Regions from separate parts of the Pan troglodytes genome. Here regions 2 and 3 are each linked to region 1. A link is a contact called in public HiChIP or PLAC-seq data. All regions are on one chromosome and are shown on one strand. The core of a region is the stretch at or near the end of the contact, and the rest is flanking DNA. Distances in the headings are between cores, read along the strand shown.

The links. HiChIP or PLAC-seq counts read pairs in DNA pulled down with a chosen protein or histone mark.
Region 2: an H3K4me3 HiChIP or PLAC-seq map of stem cell-derived excitatory neurons shows a contact between it and region 1, with 5 times the contacts expected there. The contact joins the promoter of RILP here to the promoter of DPH1 in region 1. A contact is called at or near these places in 1 of 1 datasets of contacts at active chromatin or transcription factors (stem cell-derived excitatory neurons) and 1 of 1 other capture datasets (stem cell-derived neural stem cells).
Region 3: a contact with region 1 is called in an H3K4me3 HiChIP or PLAC-seq map of stem cell-derived excitatory neurons, with 7 times the contacts expected there. The contact joins the promoter of TLCD2 here to the promoter of DPH1 in region 1. A contact is called at or near these places in 1 of 7 Hi-C or Micro-C datasets (stem cell-derived neural progenitor cells) and 1 of 1 datasets of contacts at active chromatin or transcription factors (stem cell-derived excitatory neurons).

What each region holds. Positions count from the first base shown.
Region 1 is chr19:12,518,957-12,523,986 of NHGRI_mPanTro3-v2.0_pri, forward strand. It overlaps DPH1 (diphthamide biosynthesis 1), which reads left to right and starts at 2,195. Exons shown (of 13, transcript XM_063798174.1): 1 at 2,195-2,310. The coding sequence starts at 2,235.
Region 2 is chr19:12,131,051-12,136,080 of NHGRI_mPanTro3-v2.0_pri, forward strand. RILP (Rab interacting lysosomal protein) reads right to left here and starts at 2,656. Exons shown (of 8, transcript XM_016931144.4): 1 at 2,361-2,656; 2 at 2,196-2,289; 3 at 1,984-2,090; 4 at 1,622-1,867; 5 at 1,173-1,318; 6 at 658-780. The coding sequence starts at 2,588. It overlaps PRPF8 (pre-mRNA processing factor 8), which reads right to left. Exons shown (of 43, transcript XM_016931138.4): 40 at 4,434-4,574; 41 at 4,200-4,339; 42 at 3,894-4,096; 43 at 3,415-3,742. The coding sequence ends at 3,588.
Region 3 is chr19:12,190,993-12,196,022 of NHGRI_mPanTro3-v2.0_pri, forward strand. It overlaps TLCD2 (TLC domain containing 2), which reads right to left and starts at 2,662. Exons shown (of 3, transcript XM_054669934.2): 1 at 2,418-2,662; 2 at 1,849-1,931; 3 at 1-554. The coding sequence starts at 2,571. The coding sequence ends at 102. LOC129137515 (a long non-coding RNA gene) reads right to left here. Exons shown (of 5, transcript XR_010152744.1): 5 at 3,842-5,030.

The sequences.
Region 1 (5,030 bases), core at 945-3,444:
ATCAGCGATAAAGTGTGGGCCTGACTCAGGGCCTGAATGTGGGATAATCCTCCTTCCACCTCTCCAAGCCGCCTCCCCATGACCCCCTAGCCCACAAACTCTAGCGTCTTAGGAAAAGTTGGCTGGGGCTGGGCGTGAGTGTGAGAAGCAGAGTTATTTCAGGCCTCAGGAGGGTTGGGTGCTGCCTTGGAGTCCAGCCAGGGAGTGGGGGCGAGTGAAGGCGGGTGTTGTGGTGTACTGTGGGGGTGCACTGTGCCCGCCTTCTTGTCAGGCAGTAATTACTCAGACTGCTGAGTAACTCAGGCAGGGAGACCCCCACAGACAGATGGAGGTGCCCTCAGCCCAAGCTGAATGGCAGCCCCCAATGTCCTGCACCACGGGGTCTTGGGGAAGCATTCTCACATCTGTTCTTCATGTCCAGTTCTCCTAGGCATCATCCGGCTTCCTAATGGGGGCCAGAGCAGCTCATTAGGCACAGCGGGTGCGGGGCAATGTTACAAGAGGGATGGGACCTTCGCCATCAAACAGGCCCCACCTCTGATGAGGGAAAGGTCCCAAGGGATATGGCGCCTGCTAGGGAGAAGCCATTGCTCAATTGGAGCCAGTCCTTTCCCCTTGAAACTCCATGCTGCAGTCACAGCTAAGGCTGTCCACAGGCTGGGCAGCGGTGTCCTGAGAGAGGAGGGGCTGAGCTCCTGGAATTCAGATCTTGCACCCTGGGGATCCAGAGAAGCTGGGGGGAGATGGGAAGGTCTAGTCCGGACGCTTATCGAGTTGAGGGGAGTGTTCCTGGGACCCACATTGGTCACTTTTCTGTCTAGAGCTACCTGTCCTAAGAGTGCCGGTGGCCTGGGGGGCACAGCACTGACCCTTGGTGATGGTCCCTCAGCTGCTCACTCCCTGCCTGTCCAGCCATTCCTCCTCTCTGGGCAGCCTCCCAGGCAGGGCCTGTCTCTGGCTGCTTGTTTTTACTTCTCCCTGCACCTTAATTAGGGGTTTCCAAGCAGGGAGGGCCTCTGGGGGAGCCCGAGGCCACAGAGCTGACTTAAAGGGCCAGCTGTGCTCACAGCACCACCGCAGAGAGAGGAGGAGGATGCCAGGGGGCTGGGTAGACCGTCAGCCCTGGAAGACCATTGTTCCCCGGGACAGACTGCTGAGGGCCAGTCCTGCAGGTACTTTGCTCTTCCAAAGGTCAAAGCCATCTCACTGGCTGTCTTCTCTTTGGGGTCTCTGGGGCTCTGGCCAGTGATCAGGAGAAAGACCAGCCCTGAGGGGCAGGGCAAAGGTTGGCCAGGGTCCAGAAGGGTTAGACATCACAGTCCTCCACTGCCCACCTTCCCAGGAAAGTACCCTCAGGCTGTGGGCCTTCCCCAGAGGGGCAGTTTCTACAGGGTCTACGCAGTGGATTCTAAAGGTGATAAAGGCTGGGTGCAGTGGCTCGCGCCTGTAATCCCAGCACTTTGGGAGGCCAAAGTGGGAGGATTGCTTGAGTCCAGAGGTTCAAGACCAGCTTGAGCAAAATAGTGAAACCTTATCTCTACTAAAAAAAAAATTAGCTGAATGTACGCCTGTGGTCCCGGGTACTCAGGGGGCTGAGGCAGGAAGATGACTTGAGCCCAGAAGGTTGAGACTGCTGTGAACCATGATCGCACCACTGCACTCCAGCCTGGGCGACAGACCAAGACCCTGTCTCAAAAAAAATAATTTAAAAAGCTGATAAGGGCGATCCAGAAACCTGCACCAAGACTCTCAACTTGGAGCTGGGCTGGTGGTCCCTGAGTTCTGTCCTGCCGGACAGTGGAGTCCCCCTAGTAGGGAACGTGGCCCCACACGGCGGCCGGGTGACCGACCACTGCTTACCAGGAGGGGAGACTGGCAGGGGGGGCTCAAGGAACATCTGGTGGGTGTCCCCTTCACAAGACTCGGCCTGCAGAGTTCGTGCAGGGAGTTCGCACATAGGAGAGCACCGGTCCGGGAGCGCCAGGATCGTGCCCGGCCGGGGAGAGGAGCGGGAGACTAAGTCGCAGGGCAAGGGCAACTGCCATAGTCGGGGACCTCTAGGGAATCCTGAGTCCCGGCATTCTGGGCTGGGGTGGAGCCCACTACAGCCCCGCCCCTATCTCCTCCTTTATGGCCCCGCCCAGCGGGTATCCCCCGCCCCCGCTGACCGATCGGCGATCGATCGCAATGTCTGCGCTCTCCGCGTTCTTCCAGCGCTGTCTTTTTAGTACCACATGCGCAGGCAGGTGATGGCGGCGCTGGTTGTATCCGGGGCAGCGGAGCAGGGCGGCCGAAACGGCCCTGGCAGAGGTGGGTGCTGGAACGCTGCGCCCTCCAGACCTCGCATCTCGGGGCGGGGCCCCCAAGTTAGGGACAGGACCAACCCCCTTTAACGGCGGCGGCGCCTTTCTCCGCTAGATCCCGCTGTTAGTCGCCTTGGGCCGCCCTCACCAGCTCGGGGTCGCTGTCAGCCGGAGCCCAGGGGTACCAGTCTTTTGCAGCTTTAGGGCACGACCGAGAGCAGCCCTTAATCCTCCAATCGGAAACTACAGCCTTGTCTTGGCGGGCAGACGGATAAAATGGACTCGACGGGGAGGGAAAGGGCCAGGCCAGATGCAGCGGGCATTTTACGAGTGCGCCCTCAGGGAATGCTTTCAGGAAAGAGGCAAAAGGTTTCATTCGCCAGGCATTAACTGAGCGCCCACCGAATGCCAGGCCTGCGCTGGGTGCAGGTACTAGAATCAGAGATCTCAGTCTACTGGGGGAATGTTAATGTAAACATATCATAGCCACGTGATAAAGGAGGAGGTGCCTACTGGTCCCTGGGACACATTGAAGGGCTAACGTTAGCAGTTCCTTACACCCCAGCGACCACTAGGGACCTGTCAGAGGAGGATCTGTAATGGGCCTAGGAAGCCTAGGCTGATTGTCCAAGGCTTTTGAAACAACTGCCCAAAAACCATAGCAGTGGTAACGTTCAAATCTGATCTCAGGGCCCCAGCCTCCGCTGGACCATCCCCACCGCCGCCCACACAGTGGGTGAAGCCTCATGTCTGGGCGGGTCCCTCCTATCATAGTGTGGGGCCCTAGCAGAAGTTGTGGCACATAGCACAGTCTCAATACATACTCGTTGAATAAGTTAATTTCTTGCCTTTTCATATCCTCAGACTCTGTGGCTCCTGAAGAGATAACGGGGTTGAACTAAGCTTAATTGTCGGGGCAGGGCATAGTGGCTTACACCTTTAGTCTGAGCACTTTGGGAGGCTAAGGAGGATTGTGTGAGCCCAGGAATTCCACACCAGTCTGGGCAACATAGGGGGACCCTGTATGCACAAAAAAATAAAAAATAGCCGTGCGTGGCCGGGCACGGTGGCTTACACCTGTAATCCCAGCACTCTGGGAGGCTGAGGCGGGCGGATTACCTGAGGTTAGGAGTTTGAGACCAGCCTGGCCAACATGGTGAAACCCTGTCTCTACTAAAAATACAAAAATTAGCCGAGTGTGGTAGCACACGCCTGTAATCCCAGCTACTCGGGAGGCTGAGGCAGGAGAATTGCTTGAGTCCGAGAGGCTGAGGTTGCAGTGAGCCGAGATTGCACCACTGCACTCCAGCCTGGCCAACAGACAGAGTGAGACTCTGTCTCAAAAAAAAAAAAAAAAAAAAAAAAATTAGCCCTGCGTCTTGGCACATGCCTGTGGTCCTAGCTACTGGGGAGGCTGAGGTGGGAGGATTATCGTTTGAGCCCAGGAGGTCGAGGCCGCAGTGGACCATGATTGCGCCCCTGCACTCCAGCCTGGGTGATGGAGTGAGACCCTGCCTTAAAAAATAATAAGATGAATTGTTTATTCAGCTTATTATTTTTTATCCTACTTAGGAGTAGGATGAGACCAGAGTAAGAGTTGCAGTTTGCTAAGGGCTACGGTTTCCCCTTTACTCCAGGAGTTGTAATTATGTGTATACCTGTCTTTTCCCCCCCTAGACTGCTGGTCCCTAAGGGACAAGGTCACTTTTCTGTCCTTAGTGGTACGTCCACCACCCTGACTCAAGTGTTCTTTCCATCCTTCCTGGTTTAAGAGTAAGGAGGAGCAATGGGACAGCTAAGTCAGTCAAATGTATGATGTTTATTTCCCTTTTAAATGAGGAGAAGTAAGCGTGAAAGAACGAACAGTGTGGCCACAGTCAGTGGGGTTCTGAGTCAGGAGGGCAGTCTTTTAAGTTAGTATTCATGTTTAACGGTTTGCTTATAGACCTCATATCTATAAGCTCAAAACTTCAAGGTGTCCTCAGGAGGTGGGAGAGGGGGGACATTCTCCCAGGCTGGCTGGGCTGGCTAGACTGACTCTTAGGTTTTCCGCAGGGCTGTTCTCTATCAGGGAGCAGTATATGGACTCAGACTCATTCTTTGCCCCTTAGCCCCTGGTGTCACCTCTGCTCTCCTGAGGAAGAAGGTGAGCCATATTCTATTCATGGGCTCAAGTCTTCGATTCCCAGTGATTTCACAACATGGAAATTATACCGGTTACCTTCTGGCTTAATGAATTGTCTCTACCTTCAGGATGAATTCAGTGAGAACGAAAGCTGGGCCAACCCCCTTGGTGTCTGGATCTGGCCCTTAAACTTGGTGGAGTTAACAGCTTAGCTGGGTCTTGTTACCAAACTCAACTTGGGTCTTCCCATCCACACAAAGCAAAAGCCAAACACTGACATTGAGATTTGCAGGGAGAGAACAAGCATTTATTGTAAGGCACCAAGCAGGGAGACTGGGCAGCTAAAGCTTAAGACCTAAACTTCCTGATGGCTTACAAGCAAAGGGTTTTTATTTTATTTATTTATTTACTTATTTTTGAGATGGTGTCTCGCTCTGTTGCCCAGGCTGGAGTGCAGCGGCGCGATCTCGGCTCACTGCAAGCTCCGCCTCCCGGGTTCACGCCATTCTCCTGCCTTAGCTGGGACTACAGGTGCCTGCCACCAGGCCCGGCTAATTTTTTGTATTTTTAGTAGAGAGTAGTATTTCCCCGTGTTAGCCAGG
Region 2 (5,030 bases), core at 1,406-3,905, 390 kb before region 1:
TCGCCCAGGCTGGAGTGCAGTGGCGCGATCTCAGCTCACTGCAACCTCCGCCTCCCAAGTTCAAGCGATTCTCCTGCCGCAGCCTCCTGAGTAGCTGGGATTATAGGCACATGCCACCATGCCCGGCTAATTTTTGTATTTTTAGTAGAGACGGGGTTTCACCATGTTGGCCACGCTGGTCTCGAACTCCTGACCTCAGGTGATCTACCCACCTTAGCCTCTCAAAGTGCTGGGATTACAGGCGTGAGCCACCGCGCCCTGCCAAGGGTTTATTTTATAGCTTGACACACAGCAGGCCCTGACACAGCCGCGGCTACAGTTTCACCCCCGTAAGAATAAACAGACCCAGCCAAGACAGGAACTTGAAGAATGAATGTGGAGAGGCAGCGTTGTCAGGCAGAATGGACGGCAGGCAAGGCAAGGGGAGTGGTGAGATCCAGGGAGAAGGGCGCAGGCTGGACAGCGGCCATGGGACACAGCCAGACCAGGTCAGCAGGCCCTAGAAGCGGCCAGGCTAGGGAGGCTCAAGGGGTGACCAGGTTGGGGTGACAGCCTCAGTCTGAGACAATGGGCTCAGAGGGTGACCAGGCTGGTCATCAGGCTCAGCAGAATGAGGGAGGGAGGCCTGGCTCCGTGGGAATGCAGGCAGGGACCTACCTGCTCTCTGCTTCCTCTGGTGTCCCTAACATCTTGGCCTTGATCTTCTTCCGCTGCTTCCGGACAGCCACCTTCATGGCCTCGAGCAGAAGGCCGGGGACCCGGTGGTCTGTGAGCAGCTCCCTAAAGAAAAGGGGCAGGGAGGGGGAAAGCCCTGGTGATGCCAGCCATGGGGATGCCAGCAGTGGAGATGCCAGCCGCAGTCCTCACTCCTGGTACGTGTGCACGCAGCTCTTCCCTGAACACGGGAAGCGCTCTGCCTTGCTGACACACTCAGACCTTAAATTAGGTGGCCCCATGGCCCCCTCCTAGGAGAGCTTCCCTGGCTGCTGCAGCTGCAGCCCTTTGTACTGTCCCTCTCCCCTGTCTGGATGACATTGCAGGAGGGCAAGGGCTGTACAATTCATGTCCTCCCAGTTCCCAGCGCAGGCCTGGCACATGTCACTGTGGACATGTCAATGACTGGAGAATGAGGTGGGGTGATCGGAGGCCCCCCGGCTTCCCAGCGTCCTCACCGCTGGAAGTAGGCCAGTTCCTCCTTGAGCAGGAACACTTTGGCTTTGAGTTCATTCCGCTCCTGAAGGATTTGCTCAAACTCCTCCCGACTGAAGCGGCACTGTCCTGCCTCCGAGGGGCCCCCGAGCTGCTGCGCGGCCTCCGCCTTTGGAAGGACAGGCACAGTCAGAGGGTCGCCTCGGCTGGCGTTCCCCCGCCCCAGGGCCATCATGGGAATGCTAGAGGAAGTGACGGGCCGGGAGACTTGGGGGACAAGGGTGCCCTGACAGATAACAGAGCAGTGCTCCAGGTGAGAGCGGGGGCCGAGGCCGGCCGGGGGCGCAGATCTGTCTGCCACCTCCCCGCTTCCTGGCCGACCTGCTGTGCAGCATGCAAACCTTGCTTGAGTGCCCACCGAGGGCTGGACGCTGAGTCCTGGGCTGGGTCCTTGCCCTCATACGGCACTCACCGGGTCCTCAGGGTTCCCTGGGGCGCCTGCGCCGGCGGTCGCCCATTCGGGCTCCTGTCCGTGCTGGTGCCCGGGCCGCCCGGCCTGCCCCCGCGCTCGCTCTTTAGCCTGCGGAGTCGCGGCTTCGCCAGGCTGCTGGCGCTCCCTCTCGCGGTCCTGCGCGGCGCGCAGCTGGGTCTGCACGGCCGCCAGCTTGTGCCGCAGCTCAGCGTTCACCAGCAGGAGGCGCTGCAGCTGCTCCTGCAACTGGGAGCGGAGCAAAGGGTGGGGTGGGCGGGGCACCGAGGGCCCCCGGAGCCCCGCCCCGCGCCCGCCTCGCTCCGCCCCCGCCCCGCCCCGCCCCGCCCGCGCCCCGCCCTCACCGCCTCGGTCTCCTGGCCGCGCTGCCGCAGGTCGCGGTTGTGCGCCCGGAGTTCGTCCCGCTGTCGGTCCGTGACCTCCTTGAGCTGCCGCAGCAGCGCGCGCTCCTCTGAGGAAGGGGCGTTCTTAGCGGCGGCGGCGCGCGGCCCGCGGGAGGGAGGGGAGGACCCGAGCAGGTCGCCACCCGCCCTGCCCTGGCCGGGGCTGCGCTTACCCTGTGGCCCCGCGCGCAGCTCCCTGCGGAGGCGCTCGTTCTCCTCCCGCAGCCGCCGCAGCTCCTGCTCCGCCTGCTGCGCCGACACCTGCAGCTGGGGAGACCCCGGTCTCAGGCTTCGGCCCTGCCGGCCCCGTGGGTGGCGAAGGGAGGGCCATGACTCACCGAGTCCGGGGCGGGCCCCACGGCAGCCTGTTCCAAGAGCTCCAGCGCCCGCACCACTAGCGGCACCAGCCCGGCCGCCGCCTCCGGCCCGAAACGGCGCGCCAGATCCTGCAGCTCAGTGCCCAGGGCCCCGGCTAGATGGTACACAAGCTCCGCGGCCGATGCCGACCCCGCGGCCTCCCGAGACCCCCAGCCAGGCGCCCCAGGCGCCGCCCTCCTGGGCTCCATGTCTCCCAGAGGCTTAGGGCTGCAACCCCCCCCCCCCCCCCCCGCCTCCACTGGGACGGGGAAAAGCGAAACAGTTCCGCCCCAGGAAGCCGTTTAGGGCGGTGTGGGCGGGGTAGAAGCGATAAGGGTAGGGAGGAACGAGGAAGGGAGAAGGCGTGGGGTAGGGAGATAGTGCCCTAGGTCGCCTGGGCCCTGTCCTTTCCACCCCCAAGGTCACAGGAAACAAGACAGCCAACTTCCAGCCAGGCGTCCAAGAGCTGAGGCTCAGGGCTGCAAGTGGTCACTTGAGTGGAGCCCTCCCCACAGGCCCAATCCAGGCTCCGCCCGTTTGGAGTCATGGGGCCAACTTGGCAGTGGCCGGCTCCAGGCGAGAGGTGACAGGTAGGCAGCCGGTCTCTGGCCTCCGCCCGGCTGTACACAAACTGCCTGCCTGTGTGCTTGTTTTCCTGACCAGGACTGACACAGAAAGCTTAAAGGGCTGGGCTGGACACCGCAGCCGCTCAGCACAAGCCACAGAGTTCCTAGACCCGGGAAAGGGCAACTGCTCCCAAAACTGTGGAAAGGAGGCGAGAGCTTCCAAGTAGTTTTGTGGAGAAAGCAGCAAATGTGGTCAAGGCAGCGGAGTGTGAAAGCCCAGCCCCGCCTCAGGTCTCCAGAGTCCAGGGGCTATTTACCCCAAAGCCCTGAATAGGAAGGGGGCCTCACACTCCCCCTTCACAGCCGAGCCCAGCATCTTGCTGTGAACCGCTCCAGTCCGGCCTCCTGTTAGACCTAAATCCAGAATTTGAGTTCGGGGGGAAAAAAAAAAACAAACCAGCCCCTGAACTCCTATTTATACAAAATTTATTATTATATTTTATTCAGGATGACAAGCCATCAGGAGGTCAACAACACAAGCACAGACAGAGGGAAAGAGGCCAAACTGCTGAATGTCAGCGGCCTGTCTGGAGGGGCTGAGGCTCCGGCCTCGGGAGGCTGAAGCAGGAGGCAGGGAAACAGTCAGGCATACAGGTCCTCCCGATCCGCAGAGTAAACCTCCCCCTCCTGCAGGAGAGCAAAGTTGAGGAAGTGGGAGGGCCTGTGCACCTCGTGGTAGAACTCTTTGGGGTTCGCCAGCTGTAGCTCATATTTCATGTTGGGGTCATGCCGAACACCTTCGGGGAGAAGGAAACAGCCAATGTTAACAAGGCTCCTGCCTCATGCAGCCTGCGCCACCTCCAAGCCAGCCAGGCCCCAAGTGCAAAGGGCGATGGCCTCACCTTATCCCTACTGCTATCCCCACATCCCCAGGCTCCTCCCACTTACCCATGAAGTTGTAGTTCCACGAGGACTGGGCAGGGACCATGAAGAAGCCAAGGAAACGGTCCGACAGCAGCATCTGCACCCTCTCATAGTGTGAAGGCAGGTAGCCCTTGGGGTTGTTGCCCTTGTCTGTGTTCTGGCGGCCCCATTCGTAGCCACTGGGGGTCAGCTTGTAGGCCGTCAGTGTACAGGAGCCTGGTGTGAAGCTGGGGGAGGAACGAGGACAGAGTAACAGCTCAGGCCACTGTTCTGGGCCCTGGCCTGCAATCCCTGCCCCACCATATTTCCTCCCAAGGAGCCCAGGCCCACCTGCATGTGATGATAATGGTCTTCTCGCCATCCCAAGATGGGTTGTCAGCCATGATCTTGGCGTGGGTGGTGACATCCTGGGGTGATAACTGCGGGGACTCATTGGGCTGAGTGTGGATCCAACCTAAGGGTTCCATCTCCTATAGGTAAAGAGGAGTACAAAGCTGAATCCCATCCACAGACAGGAATCGCACCAGCTTTTCCACACTCCCAGGCTCCATCACTCCCCAATACCTTGAGGTACTCATGCTGGGGCAGCTGGCCAGGCAGGTGCACGGTCTGGTGAGTGCCCCACTGCGGCACCATCACGATGCAGCGGATCTCCTTCACCTGGGGGTTATCTGGTGGGCTCACCCCATATAGGTATCCTGCAATCTGGAGACAAAGGGGTCAGGAACCAAAACTCTTCTTAGTACCAGGTCAGAGTTGGAGCTGCCAGCCCTCTGTTTCCTTCCTTCCCCCAAGAACGAGGACAGAGTTTCTTAAAACGTGATCAGAACCCCCTGTATCAGAATCAGCTGGGGTGCTTGTTCAAAATGTTAGACATGGACCTCATCTCGGACTTACCACATCAGAATCTCCTGAGTGGGGTCCAGGAATCTGCACTGCTCACAAGCTCCCCAGCTGATTATTAAGCATAGTATTCACAAGCAAATGAGCACACATGCAGCTCAGTGTATTTTCACAAGCTGAAAACATCTGGAAAACCAGCACTTGGTGCTATTTTAAGTTTTACATTATCACCAACAAAGAAAGAGGATCTGTTTACTATAAACTCACCCACACAGGATATTAACAATCTTTTCAAATTTGCCAACCTGACAGCCACTA
Region 3 (5,030 bases), core at 1,412-3,911, 330 kb before region 1:
GAGCAAGTCTGGCCCTCACCCTGATGGGGGACTGTGCATGGAAGACCCTCATCTCCTTGTCCTGGCCCCACCTCCCCCAGCGAGGGGCCCATGGCTTCTCTCTAGTCTTTCAGGCTGAGAGTCGAACTGTTCCTGGTGACAGGTCCATTGTCACGACGTGTCCTGGTCCCCCTGGTTTTCTCACGGCCAGGGCTGGGTGGATGGGGTCGAGACTGTAGGACATCATTGACCAGAATACGGATCCCCAATATGATGCTCATGATGCCCACAGTGACCAGCCCAATTCCACCCAGGGTGACCAGAGCAAGAGGAACCTGGTGGTGCTGCCAGAACAGCCACAGACTCATCCACCCCAGCGGGACCAGGCGGAAGAGGGCCAGGGTGGCCAAGGAGGCCCAGCTGGTCACGCTGAAGGCCAGGGATGGGGCCTGGTGAGAAAGCAACAGCAGCTTCCGCAGGTGCAAGCAGGCAGAGTTCAGTTCCAGGAGCAGAGACACCATGGAGAAGCCCACGTAGTGGCCAGACAGAACAGCGGTGCTGAGGCAGCTCACCACCTGGGAGCCAGGGTCACAGGTCAGAGGACCCCCATGACCTGCCAGCCATCATGTCCCAATAACCCAGGCCTGAAGAAAGAGGCTTCCACGCAGTCTGTGGGGTTCCCCAAACACCTGACCTTTATGCTTTTACCTTTATCCTGGGGCCCTGAGCAGCCTTGAAACAACCCTTCCATAGATGGAACCAGGCTTGGCCCAGGGAGGGGCTGTCTCACCCCCTAATGCCCCCTTAACTTCCCATTCCTGGGCTTGCTTGCTTTTTTTTTTTTTTTGAGACAGACTCTCACTCTGTCACCAGGCTGGAGTGCAGTGGTGTGATCTTGGCTCACTGCAACCTCTGCCTCCTGGGTTCAAGCAATTCTCCTGCCTCAGCTTCCGGAGTAGCTGGGACTACCGGTGCGCGCCACCACACCCAGGTAATTTTTGTATTTTTAGTAGAGACGGGGTTTCACTGTGTTAGTCAGGATGGTCTCGATCTCCTGACCTCGTGATCCACCCGCCTCGGCCTCCCAGTGTGCTGGGATTATAGGCGTGAGCCACCGTGCCTGGCCTAGGGCTTTCATGCCCCATACCCACACCCTATACCAGGACACCCCCTTCTCAGAAAAGCTCCATATTCCACATTTCTGTGATCAGCTGGACACCTGTGGGGGCACCCAAACTCCTTAGGCTCACATGGTGGGTGCCCTGGCATGGTGGGTGCCCTTGTATGGTGGGTGCCCTGGCATGGTGGGTGCCCTTGTATGGTGGGTGCCCTGGCATGGTAGGTGCCCTGGCCTGGTGGGTATCTGGACTCCCCAGCTGTGGCCAGCAGCCGCCTCCTCCCCCTAACTCAGCCTAAGACTGGGAGCCAAGCACCAGCTGGGGGCAGAAACTGTGGGAAATTATAGGACAGAAAAATGAAGAGAGGGCCAGGGGCGGTGGCTCATGCTTGTAATCCCAGCACTTTGGAAGGCTGAAGTGAGCGGATCACCTGAGGTCAGAAGTTCGAGACCAGCCTGGCCAACATGGAGAAACCCCGTTTTTACTAAAAATACAAAAAATTACTTGGGCATGGTGGCAGGTGCCTGTAATCCCAGCTACGTGGGAGGCTGAGGCAGGAGAATTGCTTGAACCCAGGAGGCGAAGGTTGCAGTGAACAGAGGCCGAACCACTGGACTCCAGCCTGGGTGACAGAGTGAGACTCCGTCTCAAAAAAAAAAAAAAAAAAAAGAATGAGGAGAGACTGGGAACCTCGGGCTGAACAGGGCTCCCCTCCTCCCTTCCTGTCTGGCTTCTCCCCTCAGAGTCTCACCACCAAATGATGACAGAGAAGATCCCAGGTCTTGCCCAAGGTCTGGTTCCACAGCAGGTCAGCTCCGTCTGCCAGGAAGTAACCTGTGGGCATGGGGGTAGGGGTTAGGCTGCTCCAGAGCCCGGGCAGCTTAGAGAGGATTTCCAGCCCCCCCGCCCCGCCCCTCTCCCAGTTCTTCGTTTTCCCTCGGTAAAGCCTTCAGGAACGTTTAACCCCCATGGGGGCGGGGAATGGACCTCGAAGGACAGCAGAAGCTGCCCCCCGCCCCATCCCCACCACCGGCCCAGCCTTCCCTGCAGACTCACCCACAGACACAGCCACCAGCACCAGAGCCCAGCGCGGGTGGCCATGGATGGGGTCGGCGGCCATCTGAGGGTACAGTGACAGGCTGGGGGCATGGGGTGGGGACATGGGGGGGGGGCATGGTCAGCCTCTCGAGGCCCCGGCCGCAGTCTCCCTGTGCGCACCCCCACCCCAGTCTCAGCTCTGGAGACGCCCGGCGGGTCTCCCGGCCTCAGCCTCCCACCCCTCGCCCTCGCCCCGTGCGCCTCGAGCCCCCAAGCCCGCACCCGAGCAGCGCCCCGGTCCCCGAGAGCAGGCTGTGCGCCAGGGAGACGCAGAGGTTCCACCACTGTCAGCGGTCCCGAGCCGCCGCAGCCCCCAGTGCAGCCCCCGGAACGCGAGGAAGGAGGCGCCGGCCACCAGGAGCCCCGTGGGAGCCATGGCCTGGCGGTTGGGGGGGTGCGGGGGGTCCGGGTCGGTCCCCTCGGCGCCCGCGCTCTCGGCCGGGACTGGGAACCCGCTTCCCGGCAGGGCTGGGGCCCCGGCTCCCCTCCCCGCCGCGCCTTCGGGATCAGCAGGAACTTTTCCCCGTTCGTCCACGCCCAGTCCCTCGCCTGTGCGGTGATTGGAGCAGCCGCGGGGCCGCCGCCCCCGGAGCCTTGGCCACCGATTGCGTCTTGCTCCAGCCGGGGGAGCGGTTCGGGGGCTCCGGGCAGTAGACCATGCCCTGGAGCTCGGGGGGCCTCCGGGATGTTCGCCAATAGGGGTCCTCCCCAGCTCCAAGCGTCCTGAAGCGCTGGAGTTGCAGACCTGGGTCTCCAGTCTAACCTCACCTGACACTCCCGGGCCCCACCCACGAACCTTGACCTCCTCTTCCCGGCTCCCGCGACTTTCACCTGCTGAGCGTCATCACCACCCACCGCCACACCCTGCAAGGCAGAGGCTAGCGCAGCCCACTCGTACCTGCCCGAGCCTGGCCGCCGCCCCCACTTCCCTCCCCGCGTCCGTGGTGGGGACGGGGTGCCCCACTTTCTTGGAGTCACCCCTTCTGCCTCCTGAGGTTTCCACGCCTTTACCATATCCCGGCAAACCTGTAATTCCAGCAGTTCTGCTCCCCCTCCCCCACAACCCCCAGGAGCCCCCATGTTGGAGAAGCGACCCACTGGGCCCCGGCCCGACCCCCAGCATTGTTTTCGGCCCTACGGAGGAGCCTCATTAGGAAGAGGACGCAAAAGGGAATCGCTGGCCCCCAGTCTTGAAAAGCACTTCCTTCCCCAAGGGCTTGGTACCCGTTGGGTGGGTAGAATATCTTCAATCCGAGGGCAAGGAAAGGTAACACAGGGTCCCTTCAAGGCTGGGACAGAGTCAGAAGAGAAAAACAGACCTGTCCTGCTCTCAGTAGCAGGGGGGTTAGGATTCCGGAACCCTCCAGCCTTAAGAGGAAGAGCCTCCCCCAGCCCCTCACCACCTGAAGAGCCCCAGGTTGCACTGCTTTCCTTCCACCTTACTCCACTCCACCTCTTCAGCTGGCAGACAGTCAGCAAGTCAGAGCTGTTTCCTGCAGGCTGAGAGGGAGGATTCCAGCTACTTCAAAGAATTAAGTTCATAAACCAAGAGGTGCCCCAACCAAACCTTCTCACCAAAAAAGCTGAGGTCTTCCCTTCATTCTTCTACTCCCACCTCTCCAAAGGTTTAAATAATAACACTGATCTCTTAAATTATATTTATTATATGAAATACAAAATGTAGAAAATTTGGAAATTACAGAAAAACCAAAGATGAAAATTACAGTGACTTTGTTCCACCATACAAAGATAACCACTCAACATTTTTTAGTATGCCTTCCGTCTTTTTTATCTGCTCTACGTATACAAGTATACACCCATATTTTAAAAAACAAAATTGAAATCACATAACATGCACTATTTTTACAACCTTATAATATTCAAGGAGCACTTTTCTTTCAGTCAGATGTTCTTTTACATGACTTTTAATGTCTGCGCGGTACTCCACCATCTGGATGGAGATACAATAATTTACTTAAGCAATCCCCTATTGCAAACTTTCGTTACAGCAGAAAAGGAATAAATTCCCAACCAAACCATTGCTTCCCATTTTTCTCCATTGCAATGCTGGGATGAACATCTTATCACTAACTAAATCCTTAAGTATTTTCTTAGGATAAATTCCCAAAGATAGAATTCGTAGGTCAAATGACATGGAGGCTTTTAGGCCACATGACACATATCACCCAACTGTCATCCAGGAAGCCTGCACCGATGTATACTCCCACACGCAATGTATGGGAATGTTTTTTCAGTAGTCTCTTTGCTAATATCGGGTCTTTTTTTTTCTGTTATGGTTTGCTAAGGGAAAAATGCTTCCAGCTCTATTTGCCTTTCTTTAATTACTAATGAAGCATACTTTTTTTCATGGTTTTATCCATTCAGATTTCTTTTATGAATTTCCTGTGTGTGTCCTTTCGCAGATGGTTCTTGGTCCTTGAGGCTGCTTATATAAACATTACAGGCTGGGCGGAGGTGGAAGTAGGGCGGTGAAGCCACAGGGCACCGCACTATGGTGCCACATCTCGGAGGCAGAAAGCCTGGAGAGAAATGGTGATCCAAGTAGGAGAGGGCTGGAGGCTCGCCGTCAATGGAGGCTGGCTGCCCTCCCTCCTCTTGGGGTGCTCCTGGCCTTTAGGGGCTCCTCTGCTGGATGCCCAGGTAGGACCCTGTGCTCTCCAGGCCTGGTCCTTCACTGGTCTCCATATTCCCAGGCTGCCTCTCCTCACCTCTGCTCCATGATGCGTGAAGATGGCAGAGGCACATAGCGAGGGCTGGAGGGAGATGCTGTGGCCAGTGAAGCAAGGAGAAAGTACGGAGGCAGTGTCCAGGGAC